Regions from separate parts of the Sus scrofa genome. Here regions 1 and 2 are each linked to region 3. A link is a contact called in public Hi-C and HiChIP or PLAC-seq data. All regions are on one chromosome and are shown on one strand. Each heading gives the region's core, a stretch centred on a gene start, on an enhancer-like site or on the middle of the called end of the contact. The rest is flanking DNA. Distances are from core to core; before and after follow the strand shown. Region 1 holds the start of MRI1 (methylthioribose-1-phosphate isomerase). Region 2 has its middle 8.8 kb from the start of MIR23A. Region 3 holds the start of DNAJB1 (DnaJ heat shock protein family (Hsp40) member B1).

The links. A called contact is a pair of places that touch in the nucleus more often than the background predicts. HiChIP or PLAC-seq counts read pairs in DNA pulled down with a chosen protein or histone mark.
Region 1: an H3K27ac HiChIP or PLAC-seq map of alveolar macrophages shows a contact between it and region 3. The contact joins the promoter of MRI1 here to the promoter of DNAJB1 in region 3. A contact is called at or near these places in 1 of 47 Hi-C or Micro-C datasets (liver) and 1 of 2 datasets of contacts at active chromatin or transcription factors (alveolar macrophages).
Region 2: a Hi-C map of skeletal muscle shows a contact between it and region 3, with 2.8 times the contacts expected there. The contact joins the enhancer-like site here to the promoter of DNAJB1 in region 3. A contact is called at or near these places in 2 of 47 Hi-C or Micro-C datasets (psoas muscle and skeletal muscle) and 2 of 2 datasets of contacts at active chromatin or transcription factors (alveolar macrophages and skeletal muscle).

The regions. Positions count from the first base shown.
Region 1 is chr2:65,353,204-65,357,280 of Sscrofa11.1, reverse strand. MRI1 (methylthioribose-1-phosphate isomerase) reads left to right here and starts at 2,389. Exons shown (of 6, transcript XM_003123346.4): 1 at 2,389-2,610; 2 at 2,686-2,924; 3 at 3,751-3,926. The coding sequence starts at 2,479. CCDC130 (coiled-coil domain-containing protein 130) reads left to right here. Exons shown (of 10, transcript XM_003123345.4): 9 at 415-553; 10 at 654-1,360. The coding sequence ends at 1,138. The region is part of intron 1 of LOC110259336 (a long non-coding RNA gene); the gene reads right to left.
Region 2 is chr2:65,297,186-65,301,440 of Sscrofa11.1, reverse strand. No RefSeq gene overlaps it. Among named protein-coding and RNA genes, the nearest start is that of MIR23A, 8.8 kb to the left of the region's middle. Within about 2 kb of position 1,955, at least 66 of the 83 cell types and tissues checked have an H3K27ac peak or open chromatin away from gene starts, as enhancers often do. A contact at or near this core is called in alveolar macrophages and skeletal muscle, where this site is marked.
Region 3 is chr2:64,758,865-64,762,981 of Sscrofa11.1, reverse strand. DNAJB1 (DnaJ heat shock protein family (Hsp40) member B1) reads right to left here and starts at 1,310. Exons shown (of 3, transcript NM_001244430.1): 1 at 976-1,310. The coding sequence starts at 1,186.

The DNA.
Region 1 (4,077 bases), core at 1,140-3,639, 590 kb before region 3:
GGATCCTTAACCCACTGAGCGAGGCCAGGGATCGAACCCGTAACCTCATGGTTCCTAGTTGGATTCGTTTCCACTGTGCCACGATGGGAACTCCTAGGACAAATGTTTTTGTCTGCTCACTCCTGTGTCCCCAGTGTCTAGAACAAGGCCTGGCACCAGAAGGGGTTTTGTAAATATTTGTGGAAAGAATGAATAAGTGAAGGACCCCAGTGGCACACATATTAATGACCATTGATTGTGTCTCTGGTTTATTGACCAAGCACAGCGTGAGGCCCCTTCCTCACACCAGCTTAAAGAGGAAGAAACCAAGACCCTGAGAGCTGAAGGGACGTCCTCCCCCCAGGGTCAGAGGGCATGAAGAGGCACAGTTTTGACACTCACCACCCCTCCCCACCCCCTTTCTCCCCCACACAGGAAAAGAAAAAAGCCATGCTGGAGGAGGAAGAGAGGGACCAGGCACTGCAGGCCAAGGCCAGCCTGGCCATCCCCCTGGTGCCAGAGACGGAGGACGACCGCAAGCTGGCCGCCTTGCTCAAGTTCCATACCCTAGACTGTGCGTGGGGAGCAGGGGGTGGCTTGAGGTAGGGGAAGATGTGGGTGCCCGGGCAGAGGGCGGCTCTGGACCTCCTTCCTCCCCCTCCCTCTCCCCCCAGCATATGAGGACAAGCAGAAACTCAAACGGACCGAGATCATCAGCCGCTCCTGGTTCCCCTCCACTTCCACCAGCACCAGCAGCACCAGCAAAGCCAGCAGTGTCCTGAAGAAGCTGGCCCAGAACCGCAGATCTGTTCCTGCCGCCAGCTCCCCCATCACCGTGGGGCACCTGGGCATTGTGCGGCGGCGGTCCCGGGAGGTTCCAGAAAGCCCCCAGCACATGGCTGAGACCCTCAAGTCTGGGGAGCCACGGGTGCCAGCGGGGATGGCCCAGGACAGGCCCACATCCCCCCAAGACTGCTCTCAGGAGACGACTGAGCTCCCCAAAAACAGTGGGCCACCGGGGCAGGAGGGGAGCTGTGGGGACAGGCCCCAGACCCCACCAGGCACTTCCCAGGAAGCAGCCAACCCCCAGGACAAAGCACAGCCCTGTGGCCTCAGCTCCTCCCTCGTAGCTGACTACTCCGGTTCTGAGAGTGAGTGATTCCCAGGACTGGACCCAGCCCGCCCCAGAGGCCAAGACACAGAGGAGGTGCCTCACTGGCTGCAGGCCCGCTGGCCCACCAGCCCACAGAGAGCTCAGTCACCGCCCCCTCCCCAGACCTCACCTCGAAGTGATGCTGTTGTCTATTTATTTGGTCCTGGAGAGGGTGTTTGTGCCTTGTGGGACCCCCGACCTCCCAGCATTAAAACCCTGCTTCTTTGCCCCTGCCTCAGGTTACTAGATGGGCCCAGGGACTGTGCCCCCCACTCCCCACCCAACCAAGCTCACCCAACATCTAATCAGCCAGGGCTGATGCTGTGACCATAGACACAGTCCCCACCCCCACTTGATGAGGGTTTCAAGGTGGTAGCCAAGGTCGGCTGGCAATCTAGGCAGACTTCCTGGAGAGGTGGCACAGCTTGAGTCTCAAGAATGAAAATAGGGGAGATCCCGTCGTGGCTCAGTGGTTAACAAATCTGACTAGGAATCATGAGGTTGAGGGTTTGATCCCTGGCCTCGCTCAGTGGGTTAAGGATCTGGTATTGCTGTAAGCTGTGGTGTAGGTCACAGATGCAGCTTGGATCCTGCATTGCTGTGGCTGTGGTGTAGGCCATCGGCTACAGCTCCGATTAGACCCGTAGCTTGTAAACCTCCATATGCCGTGGGTGCGGCCCTAGAAAAGACCGAAAAAACAGAAAACAGCTGGGAAACAGCTGAGCATCCACCAGAAGAGTCGTGGCTCACCACCTCCCCCTACACCCCGAGGAGGATCGTTTCACAAGTATTGATAGAGCACTTGCAGTGCTCCAGGCATTACCGGAGCTACAGCGGTGAACAAACCAGACACACAGCCTTCTTGGGGCTGAAGTTCCAGTTGAACTAGTAATGCGCCCTGTCTTTCCAGAGGTGATAGCTGCCCCAAGCCCGCAGGTATGGGAAGGTCTGAGGGCAGCAGTAAGAGTCCATTCGATCTTGTAACCCCGAGTTAGGATCTTGCTCTAGGTTGAGCCTGGCTGGAGGAGTCAGGCGCCTAACGGTGCCTACCTGGGACTTGGAGGTCTTGGTATAGCCAAACACTAACACAGAACCTGGCATGTAATAGTTGTCCCATAAGTAGCGGGACCTTTGGGATTCCAAGGGGGCAGTTAACTACCCGGGCTTGGCGGGTAAGGTGGAGTAGGATCCCCCATGTGGAGGGCGGGTCCCGGGAACCTACGGGATTGATGCGCGCACGCGCCTTCTTCCGGAGAGGCCTCGCCCCCACCGCGTGTTCCGGTCCCGCCCCTGGTGCGCCCAGGCTTCCAGATCCCCCGAGCTACTGTGAGCGCGGCAGCTTCGCCATGACTTTGGAGGCGATCCGCTACTCGCGGGGCTCACTACAGATCCTTGACCAACTGCTGTTGCCCCAGCAGAGCCGCTATGAGGCGGTGGGCTCGGTTCGCCAGGCCTGGGAGGCCATCCGCGCTATGAAGGTGGGGCCGCGCGGCGGGGATCCGATTGGGGGGGGCCTGCCTGCGGTCCCTGACACCCCCCATTCATACCACCAGGTGCGCGGCGCCCCAGCGATTGCGCTCGTGGGCTGTCTCAGCCTCGCCGTGGAGCTACAGGCGGGCGCTGGGGGACCCGGACTCTCCTCGCTCGTAGCCTTCGTGCGCGACGCGCTGAGCTTTCTTGTCACCGCCCGGCCCACCGCCGTCAACATGGCCCGTGCCGCCCGTGACCTGACCGATGTTGCAGCCCAGGAGGCGGAGCGGGAGGGTGCCACCGAGGAGGCGGTCCGGGAGAGGTAGAGGGGCCCTGTGTGCCAGGCATTGCACTGACTGTGGGCTATTTTTTTTTTTTTTCCTTCCCTCCCCAGCGACCCGTTTTACAGTTGGAGAAGTTGAGGCGGCAGATTTCTTAGTCCAAAGTCACACAAGCAGGGCTGGAACTCAACACCTGGCAGCCTGGCTCCAAGGTCCTTGTCTGCTTTCCCTGAACTGGCCCAGCCCTAACTGCTCTTAGTGGCCCTTTCAAGCGCCACTTCGTTTTCCTGGTTTTTGCTTTTGAGGAATTTTACTTCCAGCCCTGGTCCTCTCCTTGCCCTCTTCCCACTCTTTCCCTCCGCATCTGCTACACAGATACTCTCCAAGTTCCTTAATCCCCTCCAGGCTGGCTCCTAACTCAGGGCCTTTTCACAGACACTGTTCCTGCAAGCCAGCTGTCCCCCTAGCTAATCTCTCCTTGAGGTTTCAGGTTTCTGCCTTCCCCACCCCCACATAATACAGCTCTTACCCTCCTGCTCTCTGTCTCCTGATTCTGCTGCCTTTTCCTGTGCTTGCTTTATTGTCTGCTCAATGTCTGCCTCCCCCACCCCTGTGTCAGCTCCACAGGAGCAGAGATTTTTGTCTTGTTCACTACTGTGTCCCTCGACACCTGACACACAGAAGGTACTTTGTAAACATGTGTCATGAGAGCAAATGGAGTGACAGTTGGGTGGCTGACAAAAGGGTTCAGCCCCACGGCTGTGAGAGGCTTTCAGCAGGAGAGCTCCCTTAGAGCAGTGTTGGGCAGGGAGGTAAGACTGGTGTGGGCCCTGAAGCCTGATGCTGAGAGCCCCTTGTCGGTCCCAGAGTGATCAGCTGGGCCGAGGACATGTTGGAAAAAGACCTCAGCGACAATCGGAGCATTGGGGACCTGGGAGCCCGCCACCTCCTAGAGCGGGCTGCGCCTCAGGGTGGCAAGGTGATCGTGCTGACCCACTGCAACACCGGTGCACTGGCCACTGCTGGCTATGGCACAGCCCTAGGTGAGTGGGCATCCACAGGGATGGGGGAGGGCACTTTTGGGGTGTAAAAGAAAGAAACCCAAACCACTTTATATACCCCTAGAAATGTGAATTTATTAGTTCTTGTACAGAAATTGTCAGGGGGTTGGCTTCAGGTATAGCTGGATCCAGG
Region 2 (4,255 bases), core at 706-3,205, 540 kb before region 3:
TGTGGGGCCCCAGGGGAAGATTTGGGGTGGCACAGAATTCCCCGACTCAGGGCGGGGCTCAGAGGGGGTGGGGCACTCGCCACAAGTCCTTCTGAGCAGCTACAAACAGGGGAATGAAGTTCCCAGAGTCCAGGGTCTTCCTATGTCGACACACACACACATCATTCCAGAAGTATAAAGTGACCAAATTACAATGGGACACCCCTTCCGCATCACCCCTCTAGAAAACCCCCTTCATATCCCAGGACAAAGTCTCCTATCTGGAATCACCCTCCTCTTGTTATTAGTCCAATCAGGCATATGTTTAGAGGAAAGTGCCTCCTCCAAGCTGACCTCCAGGGATACCTGTGCCTCGCGCCCTGAGCCCACCCCTGTAAGCCATTCTGCTATTTCCCTGCATGTAGCTTGGACCACCTCAGTTCACTTAGCATTCCTCAGCCCAAGCCTGGAGGGTCCTCCTGGTGCTCTTGGCCCTCCATCTGGATCCCCAAAATTTGCCCCCACACACCCTGGTCCTGAGCTGGCCAATATACCCAGGGACAGCAGCCAAGAGGGATCAGAGCTCTCCAAACTGGCCAACTGATTCTTTGTAATGGCGGGGAGGGGTGAGAAGACAGGGCCAGGGTGAAGCCAGGCCAAGCGGTCAAGTGGCACAGGCCATACACACACACACACACACACACACACACACACACCCATTTGTTCATTCTTCAAATGTTCATCGAGTGCCTGCTGTGTGCCAGGTGCTGTTCTGGACACTGGAGATGCAGCAGAGAACAAGCCAGAAAAAAAAAAGCCCTCATGGGGCCCACATCAATGGGGGAAATACACACAGTAAACAGCTATAAAGATATATAGCCTATAGAGCTTGTTGAGTGGTACGTGTTGTGGGAATAGAATAGAAAGAGGCCAAGGAGATGAGGGGTAATGGGGTAGGGGCCAGGTCAAGAAAGGCTACCCTGAGGAAGGGGTGACATTTGAACATAGACTTATAGGAGATGAAGGAGAAACCAAGCCACATCTTCTTCTGGAGGAAGGAGTTCCAGGTGGAGAGGGAACGGCCAGTGCAAAGGCCCTGAGGCAGGACATTTCTGGAATATCTGAGAAGCATCAAGGAGACCAATACGATGGAGGGGGGAAGGAGCAGCATGGAAGAACCGAGTTTCAAATTTTTGCTCCCCAACTTCTTGCTGGATGTCTTTGGCTAAATGGTCACACCCCTCTGAGCTTCGGTTTCTTTCTCTGTAAAATGGACCTGAAAATGTGCCTTGTGTAGCTATTACGAGATTCTGAGATGAGATGTGCAATGTCCTGGCCCAGGGCCTGAGGCCGAGTAGAGGCTGGATAAGCATGTACATGTGGGTACAGCAGGTTTATCACCACACAGACCTGGGGTGGGGAAGCTAGGTTAAGGGACCCTGACAGACCCAGTTGCCCTGTAGGTCACCAGGGCTCATAGGCCGGGCGCCCGCCGGGCCCCATGGCAACACTGCACACAGAGACATCAAACAGGCCCTGCCGAGGAAGTCCCACGTCACTGTGGTTAGGGTGGCTCCTCCCAGCCCAGCCCCCGGCTGGCGCTGTGCTCTTCCTTGCCAGTCAGGGCCCCTGCCTCCCATCACCCTGGTGACATGCTGTGTTATGGACTGAGCAGAGATCCCACCACCTGCCTCCTCGGGAGGGCACCAGCCACTCCCCACATCCCGCAAAGGACATTATGCGGTAGCCCCAGTTCACTGCCACTAACTCTTTCATTTCACTGCCCCAAACTGGGGCTGGGAGCACCAGGAAAGCCCTTGCCTACCCACCTACCGTTCAGAAGGACCTAGAGGTTCTAGGGGATCAGTGGGGACCCCCAGTCAGGTGCCTGAAATCCCCAGGGCAGGGTCTGTCCAGGTGTTGCTCCTGGGCACTGGTGGGGTGAGTCAGATAGGAATAGCCCCCAGGCCTGGCCCAGCCCCCACCTGGGGACTGACTCACCACCCACCCAGAACCGGATGACATCAGAGCCTGGCCGGCCACCCTCACTTGGCACTGGGCCAGAATGGGGGCGCCCAAGAGGTGTCACATCTGGCTGCCCTCTCCCCTCTGATCGGGACCCGGCAGGCGCAGGGTTAAGGAGGGGCCCTCCTGGGGGTCTCCCCCCAATCCCATCTCCCCCTTTTCTCGGGGATTTCGGGCCCCAGCCCCTCTGACGTCACTGGGGGTTGCTATGGCAACTGGCCGAAGTTCCCAAATAAAATTACCGCGGGCGGGTTAAGTTTCCTAGGAGGCAGCCGACGGGTAAACAATGGCGGTGGCAGGCGGGGCCGGCGAGGGGCAGTCTCCCCCTCCCACCCCTCAGTCTGCTGGGACCCGGGGGTCCCCAGGGCGAGGAACTTGGTCCCCTCCACGCCCGGCCCCGAGAGCTCGTGAGCAACAGGGGACCTGGTGCGCAGATGGGGGACAGCGAGGCCACCGCCGAGATTGGGGGAGCCATGGGGGTGAGGGGGACCTCAGAAGGGAGGCTGGGTTGGCGGAGAACAAAGGGGGGACCTGAGGCCTGGGATCCTCCTTCTGCACACCCTGCCTCCCCCGCCCCGCCCCCGGCCGGCCGCCAGTCCAGCTGTGGCTGCTCCCAGCTGCCTGGCTCCCCACATCTGGCGGGCCGCGCACTCACTTCCTGTCGCCCCGGCTGCCTGGAGGGAGGTAAAAATAACCCTCCCCCTCCCCCTGCCGGCGGGAGCAGACGGCGGATCCTCCCGGCTTGGAGGAGGGAGAGGTCGAGCCGCCTCCTGGGAGAGGAGCACCCCCTCCCGCCGCCGCCCCCCCCCCAGGCAGACTCCCGTCCCGCCCACTGCCTCGGTGTCCTGGGAGGAGGGGCGCAAGTGGGGTGGTACAGATCCCAGGCTGCAAGGGGGGATGCTGGGGAATCTACTGCATTAGGAAGGGCTTTACCTGGGCCACCAGAAACCAAGGGAACCCTGGCGTCCAAGTTCCGCCGTGGAGGGAGTGGGGTGCCAGCTCTAATGTCTAGTGAACTGTAACCAACATGCCTAGGTTCCAATGGGGGTTTGTCACTCACTAACTATAAACAAGACACCAAAACAAAGCAAAACCAAAAAAACCCTCTCTGGGTCTCAGTTTACCTATCTGTAGAATAGAGATAATAGTAGTAGCCACTTCAAAGTATGTTTGCTCCATCATTTTATCTATTATCATTTTCCCATCCCAAGCCCCCCCCCCACACACACATCCTGGAGACCCTCAAGTACTGCCAGTTAAAAATACAGAACATTCCGAGTAGCCCTCATGGCCAGCTGAAATGAATAGGACTAGGAACCATGAGGTTGAAGGTTTGATCCTTGGCCTCACTCAGCTCCGTGGATCCCACGTGCGTTGTGGTGAGCTGTGGTGTGAGTCACAGACACAGCTCGGATCCTGTGTTGCTGTGGCTGTGGCTGGCAGCTGTAGCTCCAATTAGACTCCTAGCCTGGGAACCTCCATATACAGCGGGTGCGGCCCTAAAAAGCAAGAAAAAAAAAAAAATACAGAACACTCAGTTAAATTTGATTTTCAGATAAACAATGAATCATTTAGTATCAGTATGTCCCAAGCAATATTTGGGACATAATTTTACTAAAGGAAAAGAAAATTTTTTTAACTTGCTCTAGATCTGAAAATCAAATTTAACTGGGTCTCCTGTATTTTTATTTGCTAAATCTGGCAACTAACTGTATTTCTGAACCACCATCATTTCTAGCCTGAAAACACTCCAACAGTCTGGTCTCCCTGATCGCCTAGCTTCCGGCCTTACTCTTTCCATCCATTCTCCAGATGGAAATCCATTAAATCCAATCACATCTCCCTTCCACCATCCACGGAGTAAAGTTCCTCCATGAGCTTCCTTGTCACCCACAAGGCCCTGCTGTTCAAGTTCGCACCTTCTCTCCAAGCAGCCTTTCTGATGAGATCCTTCAGGTCATAGGCCATCACCTCCTCTAAGAAGCTTCTCTCACCTCCCACCATGATCCTCCAACTTTTTTTTTTTTTCCTTTTTAGGCTTGCACCTGCAGCATATGGAGGTTCCCAGGCTAGGGATCTAATTAGAGCTGCAGCTGAGGCCTACACCATAGCCACAGCAAAGCCAGATCCAAGCTGAGTTTGTGACCTACACCACAGCTTGAGGCAATGCCAGGCCCTTAACCCGCTGAGCGAGGCCAGGGATCAAACCCACATCCTCATGGATTCTAGTCAGGTTCTTAACCCATCGTTC
Region 3 (4,117 bases), core at 61-2,560:
ACGGGCTCGAGCTCTAAGATGGCCATCTCTTGGGGCCACCACCTAGGTCTTCACATTTGAGTGACCCATCTTTCCTACAATGTTACAAGGAGTACAAAGAACTCAAGACAGCCAATGAAAAAGGTGTGATCCAGGGTCAGTTTTCACCAAATGTTTACTCTGAAATACTTTAGAGCTAGAGACTGTAGGGAGAGTAGAAATGAAGGTGAAACAGCAATCGGAGATTTCAAATTCTCACGCTCTGACACTAAGTGCCACCATTCTTATATATAAAAAGTCATTTCTTTCTTAAGACCAAACCGAGAAACCAATCTGAGTCATCAACAGGCAGCTGGACAACAAGAAAGCTTCTCCTCCCGCTCCCCCGCCTCCCCAAGAGAGCTATCCTGGTGAGGCCGGGCAGAGGCGGGCCCTACTGCTCCTTGCACCTTGACCACCGACTACGTGTCTGGCACGGGGCTAGGTAAGCATTTTACAGGGATTACCTCACTCCACCCTCAAAGACGCCCGGGAGGTCGCTGGGCGCTAATTGGCACTCTCATTTGCAAGCTCACTGCAAGCAGCCTGCGCCCGGCGCTCAGCCAGAGGCCTCGCCCTGCACCCTGGGCTGGCAGAGGCTCTCACCTCGCCCAGGTGAGCCCAGCGCCCGAGGGGCCGCAGCGCCATCATCAAGGCTGCGCACTCTACCCCCTCTCCTTCTGCACCCTCTCCCCCACCGACGGATCGCGGACGTGGGCGGAGACGGGCGGCCCCAGACATACTAGAAGCTTCTGGGCGAGCAGCGCGGCCAGGACTCCTCCTCCCATCGGGAGGCCGCCAATCGAGGGCGGAGGCCTGTTTGGCCAAAAGGCGGGGGCTGCTCGTCCCCCGGTCCCTTAGCGCTACCCCGGGGACGCCGCCGGGGTACCGCAGTGCCTCGATCTCTCCGCCTGTCAAACAGCGGTGGCGCACCCCCAGTTGCGCGCGCGCACACACCTTCCTCCCCGTAGCGGTCGAAGATCTCGCGCTTGCGCGGGTCGCTGAGCACGTCGTAGGCCTCGGCGATCTCCTTGAACTTCTCCTCGGCGCCGGGCTCCTTGTTCTTGTCCGGGTGGTAACGCAGCGCTTGACGGCGGTAGGCTCTCTTGATCTCCTCGTCCGAGGCACCGCGGGCCAGGCCCAGCGTCTGATAATAGTCTTTGCCCATTGCCCCCGCCTGCGGCCTGCCGCCCAGCTGTCGCCGTACCCCGGCTCCGCCACCGCCCCGTCCCGGACTCTATATACCCGTCCGGCGGAAGCTTCCAGAGCCCGCCAGCCCCCTCCAGAACCTTCCGCCCCGCCCCCCACGCGGCTCCGACCAATCGTCGCTGCCCAGGTTGCGACGCGCGACATCCGGGGCGGGGACGCGCCGCCAACGGCTGCCCGCGCGTGGCCACACCCCTTCCCGCTCCGCCCTAGGCAACGCTTCGCCGCAGCGCGGGCACTGGGCGTCTGAGGCCCCGCCCACTCTCTGAGGGAACCAATAGCGACCTTGCTTCAGTGCTTCCGGGGACCGGGCCTGCCGCGTACTCCGCCCCTGCCTGGGTCAACAGGTTAAAGTGCGGGTGCTTCGATGTTCCAGTCTTGGCTCAGTGGTTAACGAATCTGACTAGGATCCCTGTCCTCGCTCAGTGGGTTAAGGATCCAGGGATTCCGTGAGCTGTGGTGTAGGTCGCAGACGTGGTTCGGATCCCGCGTTGCTGTGGCTCTGGCGCAGGCTGGCGGCTACAGCTCCGATTGGACCCCCTAGCCTGGAAATCTCCATATGTCTCAGTGCGGCCCTAGAGGAGACAAAAAAAAAAAAAAAAAAAAAAAAAAATGCGGTGCTTCGAGTAGGGCGGGGCTGCGAAAGGCCCCGGGCTGCGAAAGGCCCCGCCCTTCCCCTAGGAGGTGCTTCCTTCCCCCATCTCGCTGGGCGGGAGAATCAGTTTACGCCAGGTGATTCAAGGCTAGTTGCCTAATCGCTCCTTGTCCCAGATACCTGCTTCCATCCGGGAATAAAAATACCCCCCTACCGGTCGTGGCGCAGCGGAATCGCATCCGACTGGGAGACATGAGGTTGTGGATTTGATCGGGTGGAGCCATGTGCCGCGGGTGGGGCCCCAAAAAGCAAAAAAAAAAACCAAAAACAAAAAAAAAAACCCCACTCACCCTCAGTGTTGGGAGCCCCAGAACTGTCCCTCTCCTCACCCATACCGACCCTGTAAAGCGAGCCAAGGACCCTGGACCAAAGCTTACCTCCCTGGAGAGGTCTCCTCAGTCTAACCCCTCAAGCCTTTTGCTTTATTACCATTTTCTCAAGAATACCTCCCACTGAAATTTGGAATTATCTTGTTCCTTGGTTTTCATGCTAAATGTCACCCCCCCCCCAGCCTTTGATCACTATCAGAGCAGGGCCTGACCTCTGTCAGTGCTGAGTCTCAGTGTCAGAACAGTCTGACTCTTCCTAAATATTCCCGGCTATGTTTTTTTATTTGTTTGGCCACAGGCGGCATATAGAAGTTCCCTGGCCAAGGACTGAACCTGCACTCCACGAGTTCCCATCGTGTAACTAGGAACCATGAGGTTGCGGATTCCATCCCTGGCCTTGCTTAATGAGTTAAGGATTTGGCATTGCAGTGAGCTTTGGTGTAGGTTGCAGAGGTGGCTTGGATCTGATGTTGCTGTAGCTGTGGTGCATGCCAGCAGCTGTAGCTCCAACTGGACCCCTAGCCTGGGAACCTCCATATGCCGAGGGTGTGGCCCTAAAAAGATAAAAAAAAAAAAAAAGCATAAAAACACTGCACTCCCGTTGCCACCAGTGCTGCGCTACAGCAACTTGGGATCCTTAACTTCTGTGCCACATGGGAACTTTCTAGTTCTGGCTTTTTTTTTTTTTAAGGGCCACAGCTGCGGCATATAGAAGTTCCCAGGCTAGGGCTTGAATTGGAGCTGCAGCCGCAGGCCTTGACACAGCCGCAGCAACACCAGATCCGTGCCATATCTGTCACCTACGTGCCACACCTCATGGCAATGCCTGGTCCTTAACCCACTAAGTGAGGCCAGGGGTTGAACCAGAATTCTCATGGATGCTAGTCGGATTTGTTACTGCTGAGCCACAATGGGAACTCCTATTCCTGGCTATTTTTAATGCACCTGCTTCTTTTTCTCTCCCCACTACCTTTATGATTTCGGGGAGACATGGGTGTGGCATACACCTCTCAGAGCCTCTGCTTCCTCATCGGCAGGCAACATGATCCCTTTTGGCTTTCAGAGTCTGGGGAAAGTCTGTGGTCAAGGACAAGGCTGATAGGGAAAGGAGGCTCTGAAAGGAGTACAGCCTGAGAAGGGAATAGGGAAGAAGGGATAGGTGGTGGTGGCCTGTGAAGGGGAGAGGTTCCTGGAAGAACTGCTTGGGAGATCCAGGCAGTGTGACACTGGCTCTGCAGCCAGACAGCCAGATTTTCATTCTTGGTTACAGCACTTCCTGGCTGTGAAACCCCTTGGGCTGGTGACTGAGCCTTCCAGGGCCTTAGCCTCTTCATGTGTACAATGGGAGTTGTAGTTGTACCTGCCTCATAGGGCTTTGAAATTGACATTGAGTCAACATTTGTAAAGTGCCCAAGACAGGCCTGGCCTAGAGGAAGTGCTGTCAAAGTGGTGACTAATCATCTGGTTGAATGGTGGGCTGCTGGGCCATCCCTTTCCTGGCAGCACCTCAGCAAAAAGCTTCTAGTAACTACTGCCCAGGCTGGAACTCCTGAGAAAGACAACCATGTCCTTTCCCTGCTATCTAGCAGGGGTATTCTGGCCGTTCACTGACTCTAGGGTAGCCATATCAGTAAGGTCTCTGGACTAGGACACATAGCAGCTGACCTGGGAGGATGCATCTTAGCCTGGGTGCCCAGGGGCACAGCATGGTAGGGGTCCTGAACCAATCATGGAGGGGAGAGAGTTTGATTTTTTTTTCACACCCAAGGCATATGGAAGTTCCCTGGCTAGGGGTCGAATTGGAGCTGTAGCTGCCTGCCTACACCACAGCCACAGCTGCGGGATCCTAGCCACATCTGCAACCTACACCACAGCTCACAGCAATGCTGGATCCTTAACTTACTGAAAG